3 separate regions of the Mus musculus genome follow, and all the other regions are linked to region 1. Evidence: chromatin contacts called from public promoter capture Hi-C data. All regions are on one chromosome and are shown on one strand. Each heading gives the region's core, a stretch centred on a gene start, on an enhancer-like site or on the middle of the called end of the contact. The rest is flanking DNA. Distances are from core to core; before and after follow the strand shown. Region 1 overlaps Mrtfa (myocardin related transcription factor A). Region 2 overlaps Tnrc6b (trinucleotide repeat containing 6b). Region 3 overlaps Tnrc6b (trinucleotide repeat containing 6b).

Region 1 (2,735 bases), core at 71-2,570:
CATTAAATGCCTGCTATAATAAAATACAAATAACATTTTTTCTTTTTTGAGACAGACTTTTACTTTGTAGCAACCCCAGGCTGATGTGAAAATTTTAACTGTCCTTTGCCTCAGCCTCCAAAGGCTGGGAGAATATAGGTATGAGCCACCATGCTTGGCTTAATAAGACTTTTTTTTTTTTAATTAAATTTATAGGAGTTTGTAAATTAGCAGGGGGGATATTCAGAGGTAACCACGCACAGCACCCAACATCACTGTTCAGGTAAAGTAGCTTAGGTGACCCAACGTAATTCTGAATATAGTGGAGAATATAGAGAAGAAGAGAAAAAGAAAAAGAGAGTGGACATTTTCAAGCAAAAATGAAATTTTAAAGGTGAGGGAAAGTCCATGGTACTTAAGGAAGAGTAAAATTTAACATTCTCGTTGGGGTGTCTCACCCTAGGGAATCGTGCCTGGAAGTCCCCATTGCAGCCTGATGTGACATAAGAGCAGAAGGAGGCAAGCAAGCTTGCTAACAGGACAGGGAAAGGAACTTGGAACATAAATCATAATTTTGAGAGAAAGAGAAGTTCTGCTTGTTCCTGTGACCTTGAAGCGTAGGCAAGAGCCCAGCCAGCGTCCTCCCATCCTTGGGTGCCTCTAAAAATCGCTGCGTAGAAAAGGCCCGTGTTAGTACACCACTGTTCCTAGTATTTGTAGGTTACCCTCAGATATGACTTTCAGGGCCCTGCAGTTGAAACCTGTTAGACAGAAGGGGACTTGCTGTGGGCTCTGGGATCCTCCTAACCCTCCCTAGACATTTTCTTAGCATCGTAACCACAGCTATGCTAGTTGATCCTTTGAGTAGTGTATAGTTGTAAAGATGGTTGATGTTTAATTTGATAAAGATCCCTGTTGTTTCATTGAGCAGTGTTGCCAAACAGAGCTAGGAGCGACACCTGTCTCCACTAGCCCGATGTACACTAAGTCGTAGCTCTTGGGTGTCTCCTCTCAGCAGAGAAAGCCCTGTGTGAAAACAGAAGCATGTGGACGGCAAGATACCTTGTAGTCTAGAGGAATGTGGTGTGTGTGAAAGTAGCCATACTTTTTAGATTGTGGTCTCTGTGCAGAGTGCATTTGTTCAACATGCTATGTGCAAACACTTAGAACTTATACAGCTCTTTGTGCTGGGCGCTGGCCCCATTAGACTTTCTTTGAGCTTAGAACTGGTTGGTGTTTCTCAGTCCCAGGAGGAAGGCTGAGTTCTGTAAGGTTTAAGCAAGAGGCAAGACTGGTAGTTTGTGGATTGTTATCACCCTGCAAGACTCTTCGCAACTTCCTCTTGCCGCCCACAGCAGAATGCGGAAACCCTGCTGTGTCAGGCCACTTCTGCAGTTACCCACAGTTGCAGTTTGGGATCCTCCTTTCATACCATAGGCTACCTTTTAGACTTTGCTGCATTTGAGAATGTGTCTGCTGAGGTGGAATGGCTGACTAACCTGCATCTGTCTTCTCTTCTTGCCACCATGCAGTGCTGCAGTTGAAGCTCCAGCAGCGGCGGACCCGGGAGGAACTGGTGAGCCAAGGGATCATGCCGCGTAAGTGTCTCTCGGTGTTTGTACACTTGCTCCTTGGGTTGGCTTGGCTCCTCGGTGGCATAGGAGCACCCTACAGAGCAGGGGTCAGGGGTCTCGTTCCAGTCTTACCCGCCTCTTACTTTTCCATCAGGAGTCCTTGATGGATGGAACAGGTTGTCAATTGCCCAGATTCATCATGTTCAGTGAAACAAGCAGTGCTAGGCTTCCAGCAGGTCGGCAGATAGCCCCGTGCCTTTGAATTGCCTCTTTCCTGGGTTCCCAGCATCCCTTCATGGGAGGAGCAGGGGCTGCTCTGTTCACATCCACTTCACCTCTGTGCTCAGCTGTTAGGAAGAAACCTCTCCTCTCCCCTTGCAGACAGGTACCGTCAGTGAACTACAGTTTATTTTAGAGCTGTGAGGCACCCATGGCGGATACGCGTGTGTGTATGCCTGGATGGAGCTGTTGGTGAGCTGTTCTGACACTGGGCCAGTGTCTGCATCCCTGGGGTAGAAGTGAAACCACGCCTTAGACTCTGTTAGAGACAAGAAAGCCTGTTTTGAATACTAAGAGCACCGTAGACAGTGAAGGCTAGAACCAGGGTCTTGCTCTTCTGACATGTCTTCATGAGTTCTCAGCAGATCATACAAGCTTCCGTCCCCTGGTGGTATGTCGTCACCACTCGGCTCCACCCTGAGGAGGAAGACAGCGAGAGAGCGCACACACACACACACACACACACACCCCAGCAGCATCTGCTGTCATGATGTTTCATGGTCTCCCCCACATGTTACTGCCCACTGTCCCGTTGCCCCGCTGCCATCCATGTTGTTGGCCACTCACTCAGAGGAATCATGTGTGCAGCTACAGTGAATCTGCCCCTGCAAGAGTGGAGGGAGGAAGTGGAGACAAAGGAAGAAGATAATATTACACCTCTTAGTAAGTGTGATGTAGTAAATTAATGGTGGTGGATGTGTTTACAGTTAACAGGAAAAAGTTGGAGACACAGCCGGGCGTGGTGGCGCACGCCTTTAATCCCAGCACTCGGGAGGCAGAGGCAGGTGGATCTCTGAGTTCGAGGCTAGCCTGGTCTACAAAGTGAGCTCCAGGACAGCCAGGGCTATACAGAGAAACCCTGTCTCGAAAAACCAACCAACCAAACAAACAAAAAACAAAACA
Region 2 (2,735 bases), core at 85-2,584, 190 kb after region 1:
AAACAAACAAACAAACAAACAACAACAACAAAACCAAAACCACAATCGCCCCAAAGTCAAAACCAAGCCAAACCAAAAAGACAAACAAACCCAACCCAAGCTGTAATATTTTTTAAAAATTTTATTTTCCTGTTAAGCTGTAACTGAATCTACAGACACAAACATCAGACTTTCTCCTCTACCCCTGGACATAAATATATAAAAGTTTTATGTGCAAAACAAGCTCCAATCCTAACTTCCATGTGAAAAATACAACCAAAGGCAAGTTTGTCTCCAACTCCTGTAGGTCCAGCAGTGCGTCCCTAACCAGCACAGTGCGCACTACTGACGTGAGTCTGTAGAAGTCCACTTTGGCCAGGGCTGGAGAGAGGGAATGGGGATTATGGACTTTCGGGATAGCATTTGAAATGTAAATGAAGAAAATACCTAATAAAAAATTGGAAAAAATGGGGGGAAAAAAAAAGAGTGCTAACTGCTTAGTGCAGAAAACCTGAGGTTCAATTCCTAGTGCTCACATGGGCAGCTCAACCAGTGTCCTCTTTTGGCCTTGGTGGGCACCAGGCACTCATACAATGCACAGACATATATGCAGACAAGACATCTATACACAAAAAAAATTATATTTTTTTTAAAAGAAAAAAGTGGGACAGGTAAGTGCTGATCACCTAAAGAGCTGGCCACAGTCCCCATTCAGATGGCTTTAGGGCACTGTGCTTTCTCTCTCATGCAAAAGCAGGTTCCCTGTCATTACCACGCAGCTCCCACATTTTATAGTGAAACTGGTTACAGAAAAGGGGCAGCCACAGTCTGGGCATCTCCTGCTTAAATATTCAGTGCTCTGATAAAACAGGTTATTTGTTTTTTTCCTAAGTCTAAAATTTCCTAAATTAAATTCATATTAAAAATGCTCCCACTTAAAAAAAGTCCATTAAAAAGACACATTCTCAAAAAAACCCAAACTCATCTTTTTCAAATTCTTTTCCAATGAACAGCTAATTCAGGGAAAGAGAATGAAATTCATGCTTTCTAGAAGGACATTTATTTCCAAAGCAAGTATTTTTCAAAGCTTTCCAGGAGACAAGCTTTGCTTTCTCCCTGATTTTTTCTTTCATTTCATTTTCAAACAGCATCTTGGTACAAAGTCTTCTCTTACTGTTCACTTCCTTAGGGAAGTTAATTTCCCTCGCCTGCCACTGACCTGCTTGAACCAAACAGTATGGCGCTCGCTCACTTACCTCTTAATTCAGGTATTTCCCTAGCTAGGCTGTACAGAAATATCATTTGGGGAGCTCTGAGACATCCCTGTGCTGACTCAGAACCCAAGCAGAGTGAGGAGGACATGCCCTGTAGTGGTAAAGGGAAAGCACTGCATACAAGCAGGGAGTCAGTCAGGGAGGGAGGGAGACCACGGCGGCCAGGTTTCTCAAGCCTCAAAAAAGGTTACAAAAATGCAAAGGGAAAACAGACAGACAGACAAACAAACAAACTCGGAGAGTTGGATGTAAATTGGTTATCAGCAAGTACTCACTGATTTTAATAAACACAAACACAGACACATAACTGTTGCTGATCTAGCTACCTATTCCTGCCCACCCCGTGTCTGTAACCATGAGGCTACAAAACAAGGAATACTCAAACAGTAATGAGCCAAAGATTTGCAGCTTTTAAACATAGTAAAAGAACCAGAGTTATCTGACAGTGGGGAACCAAAATGCTAATTCAGGGGCTAGGGCCAGGAAAGTCTAATAAGAAAACAGACTGCTTGCATAAAGCAGGAAGTCCTTAAAAAGGATAGTCTGAAGGGATCCGACTATCTGGGACAACATAAGATCACTGTAAATAATGCTAGTAGAGGGTATAAATCATTCTACAAATTAGTAAAACACAAAGGACAAAGGATTTCTTAAGAAATGAATAAATTATAAGAGAGGGGAATGGAACATTCAAAGAGTTTAAAAACACCTACTCACAAAATACTTTTCAATTTTAAAAGGGAAAAGAGTAATAGGAGACTGGATATACAACCGCAATCAAGTATCGCCTGTTTAACATATGGGAAGGGTTGGGGATCTATCAGACAACTGCACCTTGAGAGCTAAGAGGCAAACTACAGAATAAATGGCTTAAAAGCTTCCCAGGTTTCAAGGCATCAAAGTCAAGGCAGATTTGAAAGCCTACTGTGAGTAGAGGGGAACTAAGGAGACAGGGCCAGAGGCATCAGGCAGTCTTTCTACCACCAAGGCTCCAATACTGACTCTGCATTTTGTTTTGGTTTATTTTGACGCAGTGTCTCACTAAAGCACCTCAGGCTGTTCTGGATGCACTATATAGACTGGCCTCAAATTCCAGGCAATTCTCCTGCCTCAGCCTCCAGATAATGGCAATTACAGGTATGAGTCATGGTGCAGGGCTAGATCTTTGCTTCTTTCTAGTGGTTATACTGCAGGAGTATAGAATGTTCTGTTTGCCAGAAACACTACAGCCATTGGCAAAAGAGCTGCATGTCTATGCCTGGGCACCAGGTCACTGGCTTATTCTCTAACAACTCGGAAAACCATGCAGATTTGACCTCTAAATTAGAGACTGTTTCCCCAAACAACAAACACAAAGCTATCATATCACCCAGGCAGCGAGCATTCCAGTTCAGTGAGACAGCAATCACTAGGGACTATTTACCCCCTGCCTCCTCCATTCCCAAGGATTTTAACATGTAGCTAAGCTTGAAAACTGCCCAT
Region 3 (2,735 bases), core at 163-2,662, 130 kb after region 1:
CTAATTGTGTTGAGAAGATTGTATTATATGTATAATTGTATTATATGAACAAGAGGCATTATTTCATTTCACTCTAATAAAATGTAGTTATATACATTTATGTCAGAATTATATGTGAAGAGAAGGATAATTACTGACTTTTATTAAATTTTCTATAATGAAAACAGAATACAGAGACAGAGGGAGGGGACAGAGGAAGGAGAGAGCAAGGAAGGGAGAACGAGAGAGAGATGAATCTTACCAAACTCATCACTGTACCTGGGGAGATAGATAAACGACAGATCTGACTAATGAGCGTGTCAATCAATTCAATGCCACTTTAAAAGAGCTAATCTTCCAAGGAACTCTACATACAGGATAAATGCCAAAGCCTAGCTACAAGGCCACCTCCTTTCTCCTTAACTCCCATTTCTTGAAGAACTTTACTTTTCTCGTGGCACACGTTTCAAGGTTCAGGCCTTACCTTTATCAGACAATAACTACTAAATGCAGAAAAGAAAGCATGGGCCTTCCTCAGTACAGTGAGCTGTACAAGAGGTGTGTTCAGAGCCTGAATGTCATTGAACTATTCTAGGAAAGGCAGTTTATGAACAATACCTGGAGGCCAACTGGCATTGCTGGATTTACTTCCGATTTTATTAGTCGGTGGAGATTTGGCAGGTAACCAGCTATCACCAGCAGGACCCGTATGGCCACCCAGTGTGTCACCTGGGATTATATCAAACTGGTTGTATGGTGAACCTCCTCGGGTCTTACCAGGGGCCACTATAGCGCCTGAGAAAAGAAAGAAATAATTGACTAAGAGAGAGCGCCAGGGGTAGAGAGTTGGCTCAGAAGTTCAGACCACTGGCTGTTTTTCAGAGGGCCCAGGTTTGATTCCAACACCTACATGGCAGCTTCCAGCTGTCTGAAACACCAGTTCCAGGGGGTCTGATGCCCTCTTATGACCTGTGTTGGGAATAGGCATGCACATGTGCACAGACATACAAGCAAACTAAAAACCACCCACCCACACAGGAATAAAGAACTTTGGGCAACCATTAATAAAAGCACGGCCGTGATGACTCGGCTCACCTCTCTGAGCTTCTCCATTTCTCACCTAAGCCCACACGAGTGTTCTCATTCTAGAAAAGCCCTTTCAATCTGAAATTCTATAGTCCTATAAAACCAGTGAAACATATACAAAAGTACAAAGCACAGTATCTAAGAGATTTCTAAGCTAATTATTCAAAAGTAAAAAATGAGAAGAACTGAACAAATTTAGAGTCTTGGACAGTTTTAAGTGATCTTTCTATTGATGCTTCTTAACCCAGCTCTTAAAGGCTGGTTGAGCTTGGGTTATCTGGAATTGGCAGTGTGCAGAGTCCACTGGAGAGAAAGCCATCTACAACTGCTTTAAATTCCAAGGCAATGAAGTGGAATTCCTGCACAAGGTCTTTGCCAGCACGCCAGCAATGAACTGCATTTCTGAGCCCAGGGCCTCACATACAGAAAAGAGAAAATCCTCTGTCACTGTGTTCCCAAGGGTATTCCTGTGGCTTTGTTAGTAGCTCCTTGAAGCATTTTCATGGAGGAAAAGTTGAAAGCTTAACGTTCATTAAGTAAAAAATAGCCATAATTTTTTTACTTTAATTTGAGCATAGTCTTAGAGTGGTGAATCATGAGCACATAGAATGATTTTCAGGATAATAAAATGCTTATATAAATACTGAGTAAGCAATCTGTTTGGTTTAGACTAAGGGAATATTATTAGTGTCTCCATCCTCTAAGAGGACATTTGCTTTTCTGTGGACAGTGTGGCTCACACCCTGAGGTACAGCACAGTGAGGTAGTGCAGAATGAAATGCTCAATTATCTTGGGGATTGACTGCCAAGGAAATGGGAAAACATGATCTACATTTTCTGATAAGGAAAGAGGATACTGTACTGAGGTATCTTTTAGCATGCCATTTTATTTATATTTATTATCCAGACCTGGCAAATCACTAGCCTGAGGAAGTTATTAAAGTGCCCAGAGCTATGGATGACCCAAGACTAGGGTTACTCAGTCCATAAAACAGCCTTTATAATTTCAGTAAATTATTCTTGATTTTGATCATGCTTAATGGGACAGGCAGAGAGCTCTGGGTGGCTTCTTTCCCAGTCTCTGCATGGGGGTTATTAAAGAAGTTTTATAATGGGCTTATTAAAGAGGGTTTATAACAGAAACCTGAATGAGCTGGCTGGGTTAAGACTGCTGAGGCTCTGCAGCAGGAACACCAGACACTTATCTATATTGATTCTCATGGAGACAACTCTGAATCCAAATGAAATATTGACAAATGAAACAAGCATTGCATTGAAGGCTGGAAGAAGGTCTAGACTTCTTATCTGTTTTCTAGGGAAATGAAGAAGCTCTGAAAGGAAATGATGGACAGGCAAGGCTAATCCAGTATGACTCAGATGCTGTCTGGAGGGACACTAACTCACAGAGAACAAGGGGCTCTGAACAAAGTTTAAACCTTAAGAATTCTCATCTATGCCGGGCATGGTGGCACATGCCTTTAATCCCAGCACTTGGGAGGCAGAGGCAGGCAGATTTCTGAGTTCGAGGCCATCCTGGTCTACAGAGTGAGTTCCAGGACAGCCAGGGCTATACAGAGAAACCCTGTCTCGAAAAAACAAAAACAAAAAACAAACAAAAAAAGAATTCTCATCTACTAGCAATCTTTTGAAGCTTAGGGAATCTTTCTTCT

Evidence for each region. Capture Hi-C pulls out chosen DNA fragments and counts their contacts.
Region 2: a contact with region 1 is called in a promoter capture Hi-C map of adipose tissue. The contact joins two enhancer-like sites.
Region 3: a contact with region 1 is called in a promoter capture Hi-C map of adipose tissue. The contact joins two enhancer-like sites. A contact is called at or near these places in 1 of 39 promoter capture datasets (stem cell-derived epiblast-like cells) and 3 of 9 other capture datasets (adipose tissue, liver and pancreatic islet).

Annotation. Positions count from the first base shown.
Region 1 is chr15:81,044,131-81,046,865 of GRCm38.p6, reverse strand. It overlaps Mrtfa (myocardin related transcription factor A), which reads left to right. Exons shown (of 14, transcript NM_001082536.2): 3 at 1,512-1,577. Among named protein-coding and RNA genes, the nearest start is that of Sgsm3, 68 kb to the right of the region's middle. Within about 2 kb of position 1,320, at least 134 of the 459 cell types and tissues checked have an H3K27ac peak or open chromatin away from gene starts, as enhancers often do. A contact at or near this core is called in adipose tissue, where this site is marked.
Region 2 is chr15:80,854,335-80,857,069 of GRCm38.p6, reverse strand. The region is part of intron 4 of Tnrc6b (trinucleotide repeat containing 6b); the gene reads right to left. Among named protein-coding and RNA genes, the nearest start is that of Mir5113, 84 kb to the left of the region's middle. Within about 2 kb of position 1,334, at least 16 of the 459 cell types and tissues checked have an H3K27ac peak or open chromatin away from gene starts, as enhancers often do. A contact at or near this core is called in adipose tissue, where this site is marked.
Region 3 is chr15:80,914,723-80,917,457 of GRCm38.p6, reverse strand. Tnrc6b (trinucleotide repeat containing 6b) reads right to left here. Exons shown (of 25, transcript NM_144812.3): 19 at 598-774. Among named protein-coding and RNA genes, the nearest start is that of Mir5113, 24 kb to the left of the region's middle. Within about 2 kb of position 1,412, at least 33 of the 459 cell types and tissues checked have an H3K27ac peak or open chromatin away from gene starts, as enhancers often do. A contact at or near this core is called in adipose tissue, where this site is marked.